Linked DNA regions of Triticum aestivum: regions 1 and 2 are each linked to region 3. The links are chromatin contacts, called in public Hi-C maps. All regions are on one chromosome and are shown on one strand. Each heading gives the region's core, a stretch centred on a gene start, on an enhancer-like site or on the middle of the called end of the contact. The rest is flanking DNA. Distances are from core to core; before and after follow the strand shown. Region 1 has its middle 21 kb from the start of LOC123191338. Region 2 holds the start of LOC123191338 (ATP-dependent DNA helicase Q-like SIM). Region 3 holds the start of LOC123191327 (transport inhibitor response 1-like protein Os05g0150500).

Region 1 (4,612 bases), core at 2,111-4,610, 860 kb after region 3:
GGGCCTGACGGCGGCTCTCATGTTGTTGTTTTTTCAAAAGAAAATGAGGGTCCAAATAAGCCAAAGGGTGCGAAAACCTTACTTTTCGGGTTACCAGTCGAAGTTTCTGTCTTGGCAAAGGGGCTGAGTCGGAGGAAATAGTTACCTCTTCTTCTACGGTCTGGCTGGCCCCCGTGTCGTCCTGGCAATAGTTAGTGCCAATAAGGTTGTTAAAAAACTGGCCAAGGGAGTCAAGAGCTACCTCTGACTCAGAAGCATCATCCAGCTGGAACATGTCAGATGCAGTCTTCTTCTTCTTGGGCTTCCGGGTCATTCTCCTGGTGGCTATGGCAGCGGCTCTAGCCTTCTTGGCAGCTTCATGATCATACTTGGCCTTCCAGAAATCAGATTTGGCCTGTAAGCAAATAACAGGTTAAAAATCCATGTAAGTGTTTAACTACTGAAGAAAACAAAAAAGGAGGTCAAGGGGGTTTCACCTCTAGTGCCGGGTTAAGTTTGCAGAAGGGGTTTACAGTCCTCGTATTTGCCGTTCATGAGGATGGTTGACATTGCAATAATGTCTTCTTCAGTTAGTTGTACAGAGCTATGACGCAGAGAATCATCTGGGCCTCCGCCATATTTATACATCAACTTTGATCGGCGGCTTAGAGGGATGACCCGCCATGCGATCCAGCAACGGATCAGGTCAACTCCAGTTAAGCCATTTCCCAATAAAGATTGAATCCTTTTGATAGATGGGATAAGCTTCTTGCGTTCAGCAGCAGTAAGCTTGTTAGGGAGCACAAACTTAGAATCAAGACGATCCGCGTGATAACCAGGCAGTGGTTTTTCATCAGCTGGTGAAATATCTTGCAGTAGAACCAAGTTTGGTTCCAATCTTTGGGATGGCTTGGTAAGACCACTAAAGGAAAGACAGCACCCTGTCCGCGTTAAATCGAGATTCCGCCAAGTTCCAAGCTAGGGCCATTGGTGCACTCATTCTAGTGGTTCAAATAAAAGTACTCTCTGAAGAGCTCCACGGTCGGTTCTTCTTGAAGATATACCTCGCAGAGAACTTGAAAATTGCAAATATTGGATATGGAGTTGGGTCCAAGATCTTGTGGATGAAGTTTGAAAAAATGCAGAACTTCTCTGAAGAACTTTGAGCCGGGTGGTGAAAAACCCCGATTCATGTGGTCAGTAAAAATGATAACTTCATCATCTTTGGGCTGAGGCCATTCTTCGTCCGGGTCAGGGGCACGATAAGACATAATGTTTTTCTCTGGCAAAAATCCAATGGTGACAAATTCTTTCAAGGTATCCTCAGTAATTGTGTAAGGGACCCAGTTGCATATTGTTGGCGCTTTTGACGGCATGATGAAAATAGGGCAAGCTGAAAAGAAAGTAATTTGTCGGTTCAAATTATTGGTGGAGTTACAGGTTAATGATTATAGTACAGATGAGTAATGGCGGCTTAAGTAAGGGCTAATGATATATAAAGGAAAACTGAGACGGAGTCATAAGCCGCCATGACTAAAGATATTCAAAGGTTGCCTGAGTCAGAATTGGCTAAGTGCTAAGATAAACAAGTTTCACAAGTTGTTGCTATTATTTTAGATCAAGATGGTTCAAAAAGGGAAATAAATCTAGACCTGAAAACCAGCACAGAGGAGTTCGTCAGTTCTAAAGAGGCCTTTGGACAGGAGAAAGGGATCTGCTAGCATCTGAAATGGATGCAAAACAACTACCGCATAGGTTTTATACTTCTTTTAGATCAAAGGAGGGTGCGGTGGAGAAACTGCAAGGAATCCGCAATGAATAGCGAAGAACATGGAAAGAACTCGCAAACCCTAATGCAGATCTAAGGTGTGAGAAAGCAAGAACTTACGGATGCAGGTCTGTTGCGGAGGGTCGTCGTCGTTTCTCTGGACAGCTCAGGGGGATGCAGCGGCCGAGCTTGAGGACGACGATGAGCGTTGCGGCGGCGGCGGAGCTCGAGCGATAGAAGGGTTGCGAGAGAGGAAGAAGATGATGGAAAAGGGGGAGAATGAAGAAAAGCCAGTCGTGCCTATTTATAAGGAGAAGACTGATAAGTGGGCGCGAAAAACAAGGAGACCAAAACATGGTTATCCAGCTACCCAGGCGCCTCGATTTTAGGGAAGGCATTAAAGATAAAGATCCGTTAAAAGATGACGTGGTGGCGGGTTTTCGAAAAATCCGAAGATGACGTCATGGCGGGTTACAAAGCTTTCGCAAAACAGTAATAGATGGATTTTTTCTAAATATTGAAGATTGACGAGAACAAAGTTCAAATCAACCTGGAGCCTAATGTTGGGGATATAACTACCAGGTATGACCCGCCTAGAAGGGGTCGGGTCAATAGCAATGGCAGATTAACTAAAGGAAGCCCGAAGAATATACAAAGTGACGGCTTATGATAAGGTTGTAGTAGGCCGATGCCCGGAGGCGGCTTAAGGTCCATGAGTATAAACCGCCATGTACGATAAGACTTGTAAAGTAAGGCATGTAAAAGACGTCACCGAGCCGGACACGTTGTATGAGCCGTCCGGGACTCTGTAGACCGCAGGGCGTCAACCCGTGTATATAAGGGGACGACCCGGCAGCGGCTTAGGGAAAGAAACAACAGATCTTGTTTCACCGTGTGTTCTGTACTAATTCACCATGTGTTCTGTACAACCCACATATGGTCTATCTTCTAGCCAAAATTGACACGGAAGATATGTCGATGCCCCTATCATTCTTCTATGTAGACGTGTGTGGTACTTTTTCACAACTTTCTAGAACTTGTAGGATGTGGCCTCCGTCAAGATCCAAGCAAACCAACAAAGTGTACTACATGTGAACCAGATGTCCTAATCAGCACTTACCCGAAACACCCCACTTCTTGTTTGGTCTAATGATTCCACCAGCGGTGGTGTAGCATGAACTTCGTCTCTAATTGGTATCTGTTATATTCACCGTCATATGGTTCAAACTCCTCATGTCAAACCCTAGCACCGACGGCTCAAATGATTTACTAGAACAAAATGCATGAAGAAGAAGCATCCACGAAAGAGCTGCCATCATCATAGGGTTTCTTTCTTTCTAACACACCAAAAAAACCTCCATTATGCTCCTAAAAAAGCTTGAATCATTCGGACGCATTCCCTAACCCAAATCCCTAAACCGGTTGTTAGATAGATCCCCACATAGACAGATGATGATGAAGTTGGATGACATCCTGCTGCTGCTGCCGCAGTGGCAGTGCAATCTACTCTTTTCATGGGGAGGTCCCTCCCCTTCCCCCAATTTCCTTGGCCGGCAAAAAGGGCTACAGGGAGCCAGCCCCAGCAGCCAGCAGGCCTGCCCGCTCCTGTGCCTGTGTGCTTGCTTGGGTACGCTGCACCTCCGTATCATCTCATCTCACCTCTCCTGCGCAATGCATGCATCATAACTCCTCACGTCTCATGATGCTTATCGCTTACTCCTTTTTCAATCTTCTCTTTTCCTTGTCACATGAATCTCACCCGAAACTACTTATTCTCCATTGGATCGGAGAAAAACATCTAGCGCTCGTGTACCTTTCAGCAGGAGCATTTGAATTCACACGGAATTCCTTTTTTCCAGCCCGCACTTTCACAAAATAATGACAGGGAGAAGAAAGAAAAGAAAAGAAAGCAGAGAGAGGAGAGGGTGGCATGCATGATGCGAGGATAGGGGAGGTGGGCCCGGCTGTCCAGATCCGATTGACCAAATCATTTGGCAGCCCAAATGACCGGAGCGCCCCCGGTGACGTCACCCCTGCCCGCTCGTCTGCTTTTCTCCGCTTTGGCCCCCTGACGCGGTGGGCCGGCTCCCTTTTTCAGGCCTGCCTTCCCGAAAACATCATCGACGCGTCCGGCTTTTCCTCTTTTCTTATCCTCTTTCTTTTTCCTGCTCTCCCTCGTAGTACTAGATGGCGATGAATGATGCGTGGCCCTCGGGGGGAGGAGGGGAGACGTACAGCAATAGGCTGATGATGCACGCGCGCGCACATGCGGCTTGGTCTTTGCTGCTGCCGTGTCGCCCGTTGCATCGTCTTCCAGCCGGCCACCTTGCCAATGTGATTGATAAAACAAAGAGAATGTTCACCTCTCCATCTACTCCTAGTATATCTGTTTCGTCGGCAGGAAAAATGAAGGTGGATCCTAAGAGCAACTCCAACGGAGCGATCCAAACGGACGTGTTTTGTCTGTTTTTTATTCGTTTGGATTGGTCATGCGGATATACGCGTCCGCATTCTCAAAATGGGTCGACTTGACCGCCCAACAAGAGACTGACCTAAATGTGCCGGCGTTGAAAAGAAAACAGCTCACACAAAATGAACACAAATGGCCTGTCAACCGCTGGTCAAAGTCCACTTAAATCTAATTAAACATTAATTAAAACATTAAAAAAAAGTCTGTGTCGCCCCGCACGCTGCCCTAGACATCATCGGTCTTGCCCTTGCCTTTGATGTTGACGCCGCCGTCGCCATCGCCGCCGGTGAGGTCGATGAAGACGGGAACAGGGCCAGCCCACCCGAACGCCGCCTAGTATGCTGCCAGGGCAGCCTCCTTCGGCGTCTGTTGGGACTGCGGCATTGCGGCTAGCC
Region 2 (4,028 bases), core at 941-3,440, 880 kb after region 3:
CCAAACCATTTGTTATTAGATATACCAACACAATTTTACATCCCAACCATTAAATTCTCTTGCATGTATTTTAGTGGTTAGTAAGATCAAGGGGATTCCAACTCTACAGTTTGACACAGCATACCACAATGTAATCCTCTGGACAGAACATGAAAAAATAAAAAGATTTACTCACATTAAATCGAAGGTTTTGTCGGAAAAAGGACGTCAAGACAACCACTGTAAGTTCTGACATTTTCAAGGACTTGAGAATGTCTTCTCGTACAGGGAGAGTTGCAGTAGCAGTCAATGCCATCAAAGGAATATCATGTTCCAAGAACTTCAATTTGCTGGAACAGAAATTTTGTCGAAGCACAGACAGTTTCCTGTAGGGGGGGAGATAATGTTTACTTAAATACTAGAGCTGTAAAACACTGCAAGAACATAGAAGAGTCTAGTTGGTTCTTAAGTACCAAACCAAATATTATCTCACTGAAGTGCAGGTCACAAACTAACAAGTAATGATGAAAAACAGTGCTAGATACTGATTTGCACCTTTAATATAGGATATCGAATACAAGAGCAGACCTATAATCAGGTCGGAAATCATGACCCCATTTAGAAACACAATGAACCTCGTCAATGGCAAAAAGTGCGATCCCTGGTTTTTCTGCAAGTTTCTTCAATGGTTCCATCAGTCTGCATGTACAGAACTTCCCGAGTAAGCATGATGACCAATGAATCAATTTTAGCAATCAAAAGCAGAATGATTACCTTAAAACTGTCTCGGGGCAAACATAAATAATCTTATACATGCCAGCCATGGCTTTGCCCTCAACACGATTATCTGGTTGCCCTGATCCAAGGAAGCATGCTGATATCCCATGTTTTGCAAGTTTTAGGCACTGGTCGTGCATCAAACTAATCAAGGGTGAGATCACCACCACAACCTTCGTAGTCAAAAGAGCTGGAATCTGAAAGCAAAGTGACTTCCCTGCCAACATGGTCATTTTCACATCATTTATTTTATTACAGGTGCCTCAAACCTTGCATAACAATATAGAGATTGTATAATAATAAACTACCTGATCCAGTTGCTGCTAGAACAAGACAATCCTTGTGAGCAAACCAAGCATCCAAGGCTTCCTTTTGGAAACTCTTCACACAGGAGAATCCAAAATGCTTTTGCAAAACAGCACAAATTTTGTCGGTCCGGTCAAACTCGCCTCTAGGATCATCAACCAAAGTCTGATGTTTTGGCTTTGGTTGAAAACAGAGAGCAGCAGTCGATGCAGGGTTCATGTTGGCCGCTAAACAAGAATATGAGGTACTTGGCTCCTCGCCACAAGACTCGGTTTTACTGCCAGTGGTTGACGCGATATGATCAGTAATGCTAGACTGCTTAAATTTCCCCCTGGGATTAGCCAGTCTAGCACTCCTGTCAGAAGAGCGTCTTTGCGACCCCCCACCTGGCTTTCTTTGTGCACTACCAGAACCATTCAGCACAAACTCCACCACGTCAGCACGGCACGGACCGACAACACCGATGGCTTCACTGATCTTGTCGAACTCGAACCCCATCTCAAGCAACTCGGCAATGACATGATCAGCAGATACATCAGTGCCGGCAGAATTGGCATCCATGATCAGAACCAGTGAGCTGTGCTTCCAAACCAAGCTCGGTGCTCACTTGCTGAAGAACAGCAGATCCTTGAGGTCGAGGTTCGGTGCTAAGCTGCACGATGGTGAATAGTTCGCCTGGGTTGACCTGTCAATAAAACAGAACGCGGCGGCGATTAATTTCCATGCAATTGCTTGGCGCTGCCCCTAATTCCGGTTTAGATGGGCGAGGAGAGCAGTCGCCGTACGCGGGGTTCTCGGTTCGAACTAGAACCGAATTGGGTGGAGCGGCTAGGGTCGGATCGAACAGGGCGGGACCGGCGAGAAGAAACGGCGAGGATTTACCTGTGGAATCGGGCTCCTCGGTGCAGGATCCCCAATTCGTTCCGCGCCCTCCGCCTCACGCCGCCGCCGCCCTCTGCTCGCAGCTCCGGAGAGGGAGGGGAATGGGACGGCGAGGGTTTTGGTTTCGAATCACGGGAGAGAATGCGGCAGAAGCCTGGAGTTTCGTTCGAGGGCCGTGGCTGCCATGTGGGACTGGGACCAACGGGACGGCGCGCGAGCGAGGGAGACACGCGGTTCCGATTAGAAGAACTTTTCAGGCTCACCCGCAAGACTTGGGTATTGTCTGGGCCGGGCTGGGTTTAGGCCAGGCTTGCAAAACATGACCCCAAATGACATGCGAGGCCCAGAAAAGTGTGAAGATCACTTGCTATAGCGTACCCCTTATAAGGCCAACTCCACCGCGCGACCTCAAACGGACGTCCGTTTTGTCCGGATTCTGTACGTTTGGATATGGCGATGGAGTCGTGTCCGGACGTGTCCTGGGATGCGGTGGCCGTGCGCCCAGCGCGCGGCCCCATCCCTTTGTCCCATCCAGTCCGTCAAGGCCAAAATGCCTATATTTTCATCAAAACTAGTTTTACAACCCAAATATTTGTCTGAAAATTATAATAATTTTACAACCAAATCGAAATTGTCGTAACTGAACATAAAATGGACCAATACATCTATTGGTTGCCAATGTGATCACACACGTGCTCAATCAAGTCATTTTGAAGATTCAAATGAGTGTCAATCACGCATCTCACGATGGAATTGGGCAAAATGTTTAAATGTGGCCGGGTCTTGGTGCAGGGGCTCAATATTTTCACCTTGATAATCAAATCCTTGGTCGAAGATACTCTCATCACGCTCGTCCTTGACGATCATGTTATGCATGATCACACAAGCAGTCATCACCTCTCAAAGCTTCCTTTCATCCCATGACAGTGCAGGGTTTCGAACGATACCCCACCGGGATTGAAGTACACCAAAAGCACGTTCCATATCATTTCTAACACTCTCTTGCATTTGGGCAAATCTCTTTCTCTTCTCACCTTGGGGTTTCGAGATTGTTTTCACAAAAGTTGACCACTGAGGATATATACCATCTGCTAGATAGTATCCCTTGTTGTACTGGTGGCCATTGATCTCAAAGTTGACAGGTGGGAAGTGGCCTTCTGCAAGCCTCGCGAAGACTGGAGAACGCTGCAGCACGTTGATATCATTGTGAGAACCTGCCATGTCGAAGAAAGAATGTCATATCCAAAGATCCTGCAATGCCACCGCTTCTAATATGATAGTGCACCCGTTGACATGCCCCTTGTACTGGCCCTGCCAAGCAAATGGACAGTTCTTCCACTCTCAGTGCATACAATCTATACAACCAAGCATGCCTGGAAAGCCTCTAGCTGCATTGGTCGCCAACAATCTCTCTGTATCAGCGGCAGTTGGCTGCCTCAAGTACTTTGGGCCAAACACCTCGATCACGCCTGGCAAAACTTAGACATTGACATCAGACATGTTGTCTCACTCATACGGACATACTCATCCACCAGATCGCTTGAAATTACATATGCAAGCATGCGGATGGCCGCGGTGCATTTCTGGTAAGAGGAGAATCCAAGCTTGCCCAGGGCATCCGTCTTGCACTCGAAGTATGGGCCATGAGCAACCACTCCCTCTCGGATATGATTAAACACATGCCTTGCCATTCGAAAACGGCGGCGGAATTTATCCGGCTTGAAGAGCGGGGTGTTGGCAAAGTAATCAGCATAGAGCAGGGCGTGGCCTCTCTCCCTGTTGCGGTTCAGGTTGGGAGCACAACTAGGGACTGACCCCCTGTACCGAGGAAGCTACCGTTGAATGTGGTCGTGAACGACCAGTGCAGCCACCACAAGATCTTCATCATCCGACGATGAATTATCCGATGAACAAAGGAAGTGATGGAAGAAAAACTCGTCTCCACTGTCCATACCTTTATGGGCAAAATGCCGAATATCTTGCAGTCGTGGTGGCGAAGAGGCCGCGATGATCACCTCAACGCGGCAGGGGTGGTTGCCGGCCGGCTACTGGCCGCTCTGGAGCTCTCGTCGGAAGCTGCCGAG
Region 3 (4,084 bases), core at 1,354-3,853:
ATAACAGCACACACCTAAAGTCTCCATGATTATCAGGCGGCAGTCCAGGAACTTATTTTGGATGCAAAATAATGGTAAGTATCAGGTTTTTCTTGGCTGACAAGGACACTTGCTAAGATCTCCATTATTTGCAGCCTCAGGATATGATTAGTATGAGCTAGCTAGCTCTGCCATAAATTGGATCTAGAGCTGGGCCCCCCTCATCAGACCAACCACTTCCAAACCACAGCATATTTTTTTAGGAAAGAAAAATAATATGAACTACCCAACTTAGATTCAATTATGTTAACTATCAACCTCATCCAAAACAAGATATTGAGGGATTCATCAAATGTTGAATTCACACATACCAAATTATTTATCAAAACAAGAACAAGGAAAGTGCTTCTAACAAACTAAATTGCATTACCATGTCATGTCCAGTCCAAATGATACAAAGTGTGCGCACTCACATCTATGTAGTCAAAAATTTCTAGGACAAAGACGTGAGAAAAGCTCAAGGACAACTGAATAGTAGGTCCAAGAATCGACAGAACACTCACAAGTGAATGTAGCGTTTGTTTTTCAGATAGAAAAAAATGTATCTGTACTCTCTTTCTCGACGAGAAAAAAAATGTATCTGTACTCTCTTTCTCGACGATAGTCGATAAACAGTACTGATTACAACAATCTGTATTACCAAGGTTCAGTCTAATGATTTGTTATGCACCTGCATATATGGCATCAGATTAGAATATAAACAATGCACATTCAGTTACTGCAGACTCTCTTCTATGTTTGCACAGGATAACACAATAGTATCAAAAGCTGATCAAACATCATTAGCCTTTCCTCACAGCTTAATACTTTCCTATCACTCAAAACTATCAAAACAGTACTGGTAGTGCACATTAAGTACTATGGATTTCTATCCAAATTCCTACGTACCAAATCCTTCAAGTTCCTTTTTAAAAGGTACGGATCTTATAAATTCCTACTTTCTGTCTAAGGGATTCCCGCAAGCTCAACTAATCAGACTATACAAAGGAAGGGATCAAAGTTGCTTGTTTCACTAATCCATTATATGCAGGCATTATGAGCACTGGAGCAAATATCACATTCTCCCTTGAGAATCCCCCAAAAAAAGGGGAAAACCACAGAAATGGGGATCCATATCTTCAGAACATGCTAAAGACATGTTTCTTTAGAATCTAGAAGCTCAAATCAGGAGGGCAAGTCCACAAACACACGCGAAGGTAACTGAAAAATTGAAAGGAGAACAATTCAAGCGAGATCCGGTGCCTCGGGCTCATGACGTGGGGGTATACATTTTTTTAAGTAAAGGCGCATCTGATTGGTTTTAATTAAACTAGAAATAATTCCATCCTTTTGGCAAAAAGAGAAAAAGGGATGCATCCATCATTGGTACACAGATAGATATATATCGTCTGCCAATCCCACAGATCCGTTCACCAGAGGTCATGCTCACACAATGCAATCAAACATGGGCCAAAGCTTCTGGAGAACAGGATGAAGGCTAGTTTGCAAATCACAGTTCAAAGCTTTGAAAGACATGACACTCGTTTGACTAGCACAAGAACACACTTGAGCGTATTAGGAGAGAAATAACAATAGCACCTCCTTCGAATAGATCAAATCCTTTCACACTTAAACTAGGAGTAGATCAAATCTTAACTGAAACTTGCATCTATTTCAAAGAAGTACCAAATGATACGCACACAAGAAAATCAGTTGTTTAGTTCAAAATCGTTGAACCATTTTGAGGAAAAGCAGAGAAAATGTAATCATTTTAGCCGAACCAAGAACTAGTTAGATCACAAAAACCGAAAGCTCAAATGACCGAACAAGGCTCAAATCTGCAAGAGAAGGAAGCAAAGAAGCGCCCAAATCTCCCGTCTTAGCTCAAAGCTTGACCGCCAAAGTCGGGGCCTCACCTGCAACCTTCGGTAATGGCGGCGAGGCCGGCGGTGCTGAATCCCTCGCATGAGACGAGGCGCAGGACCTGGAAGTTCCGGAAGGAGGAGGCGATCATCTCCAGGCACTCGTCGGTGACGACCATGCGCTTGAAGCTGAGCTCCTCGAGAAGCGGCCAGCCTTCGGCGGCGGCGGCGACCCAGGGCGCGGCCTCGGCGCCCCAGGCGGGCGGGACGAGCCCGAAGTCCGCGAAGTGGGGCTTGCCCTTGACCTCGGCGGCGCGGACGGAGGGGAAGCGGTCGACGGCGTCGCGCGGTGCGGCGGCGTAGCAGTTGGCGACGGCGAGGCGGCGCCGGGAGCGGCGCTCGGCCCCGAGCCAGCCGTGGCAGACGGCCGCCGCGGCGCCGCGGTCGGCGGCGGCGGGGAGGAAGGAGAAGGCGTGCTCCAGGACCTCGTCCGGGAGCGAGTGCCAGGGGGGCGCGGCGGCCGCGGCGGGGCCGGCGCCGTCGCGCGCGCCGCCGCGGCCCATCGGGGCGGCGCGGGCCGTCGGTGGCCCGGGCTGGCTACCCGGCGGCTGGGGCGGGCCGGTGGAGCGCGCGGGGAGGCGGCGGCGGCGGCAGGGAGAGCATCTGGAGAGGAGGGGTGGAGAGAGAGGCTGCTGGCTCTCTCTTCTGTCTCTGCTCTCCCCCCTGGTCTTCTCTCTACTTCTCTCCTCTCACCCTCACCTCTCTTTCTCTCTCTCCTTGCTTTTCTATTTTCATTTTTTTAGAAGGAGATTTCCATTTTATTTTCTTTAGATAGACAGTGAGAGAGAGAGGAGTGAGTGTGCACTGTCGTTGTCCTTTTGTTTTCTTTTAGATAGAGGACATTTTCTATATTTTCTGTAATGTATTTCAGGTTTAGTTCTCACTGTTTCAGATTTATTTGTTTGGAGGGAGAAAAGAACTATTCTTTTACTGCTGTGTGCTGAGCTAGGGGCGAGCGAGCGAGCATGAAGAGGGAATGAACAGTGATGGAACTGATGGTAGGATTGAGGCGCTTGTTTCAGCTTGGGTTTTTTGGGGATTTGGGACGTGGACGCTGGATTCTGTGCGGAGTGGTTTGTGGCGGACGGTGTTCCTTTGAAATGAACGGGGCTGTTGTTCCTTTGAAATGAACGGGGCTGTTTAGGGGTGTTTGTTTCCAAGGACTTTTTGGTGTAGGAACTAAAAAAAGTCTCTCTTAAATTTTTTTAATTAAACGGAAGAGACTACTAGGGACTAAAAGTTGCTTTTGGGGACTAAATGAACAGGGGGTGTTTGTTTCCAATGACTTTTTGGTGTAGGGACTAAAAAAGTCCCTCTTAGACTTTTTAATCAAACGGGAGGGACTACTAGGGACTAAAAGTTGCTTTTTGGGACTAAATGGAGAAGACTCTTAAGGAGAGTCTTTTGGGGACTTTTTGAGACTTTTTCAACAATGCCCCTGCATACACCCATTGGCCCGCCACCCCATAATATTGTTTGATTGTTATTTTTCTATATACTAGGGGTAACATGGTCATTTAATAACCTGTAGAGAGGGACTAGGGACTTTTTAGTCCCTGGAAACAAACAGAGAGGGACTTTTTAGGGACTAGGGACTTTTTAGTTAGGACTAGAAAAAGTCCTAGGACTTATGAACCAAACAGGGCCTTAGTTCTCAGTCACACCTAATCTTAGGTAATTTTGATCAAATTAGGTAGGTGTTTGGTTTTAGCTACACCTAAGGCAAGGATTTTTTTATGAGCGGTGAACCTCACATGTCATAGATATAAAAAGTGTGGCAAGATTTCTTTAGACAAGCCAAAGTGTGGCTAACAATTTGAGCAACTCAACTAAGGCAAGTGTGGCAAAAATCATGTGGCAATATATGGCAAAGATAGTCACAATCCAAACAGCCCCAACGTTGCTAAACAGACAACCACAATAGTTGGACGAACTGTGCACGATAAGAGCATCTACAACCGGACCCCTAAACCCATCTCAAACATCCGGACAGACCGCGCGATCATGATTTTTTGACCCAAACGGGCCTCTTAAATGGCCCTCAAACGCCCGGGCAGACCGGCACCCTCATATCAAGCCTAAATATGGGGCGGATATGAGGCGTCCGGGCACGTCCGCCACGTCGGTCTGACGGTGGGGTCCCA

What was found. Hi-C and Micro-C count contacts between places; a contact is called where the count stands out from the background.
Region 1: a Hi-C map of leaf shows a contact between it and region 3, with 3 times the contacts expected there. The contact joins the enhancer-like site here to the promoter of LOC123191327 in region 3. A contact is called at or near these places in 2 of 5 Hi-C or Micro-C datasets (both in leaf).
Region 2: a Hi-C map of leaf shows a contact between it and region 3, with 2.6 times the contacts expected there. The contact joins the promoter of LOC123191338 here to the promoter of LOC123191327 in region 3. A contact is called at or near these places in 2 of 5 Hi-C or Micro-C datasets (both in leaf).

The regions. Positions count from the first base shown.
Region 1 is chr1A:86,111,936-86,116,547 of IWGSC CS RefSeq v2.1, forward strand. No RefSeq gene overlaps it. Among protein-coding and RNA genes, the nearest start is that of LOC123191338, 21 kb to the right of the region's middle. Within about 2 kb of position 3,361, at least 6 of the 8 cell types and tissues checked have an H3K27ac peak or open chromatin away from gene starts, as enhancers often do. A contact at or near this core is called in leaf, where this site is marked.
Region 2 is chr1A:86,133,163-86,137,190 of IWGSC CS RefSeq v2.1, forward strand. LOC123191338 (ATP-dependent DNA helicase Q-like SIM) reads right to left here and starts at 2,191. Exons shown (of 16, transcript XM_044604122.1): 1 at 1,945-2,191; 2 at 1,065-1,747; 3 at 754-973; 4 at 568-678; 5 at 176-365. The coding sequence starts at 1,623.
Region 3 is chr1A:85,252,948-85,257,031 of IWGSC CS RefSeq v2.1, forward strand. LOC123191327 (transport inhibitor response 1-like protein Os05g0150500) reads right to left here and starts at 2,604. Exons shown (of 3, transcript XM_044604116.1): 1 at 1,935-2,604. The coding sequence starts at 2,443.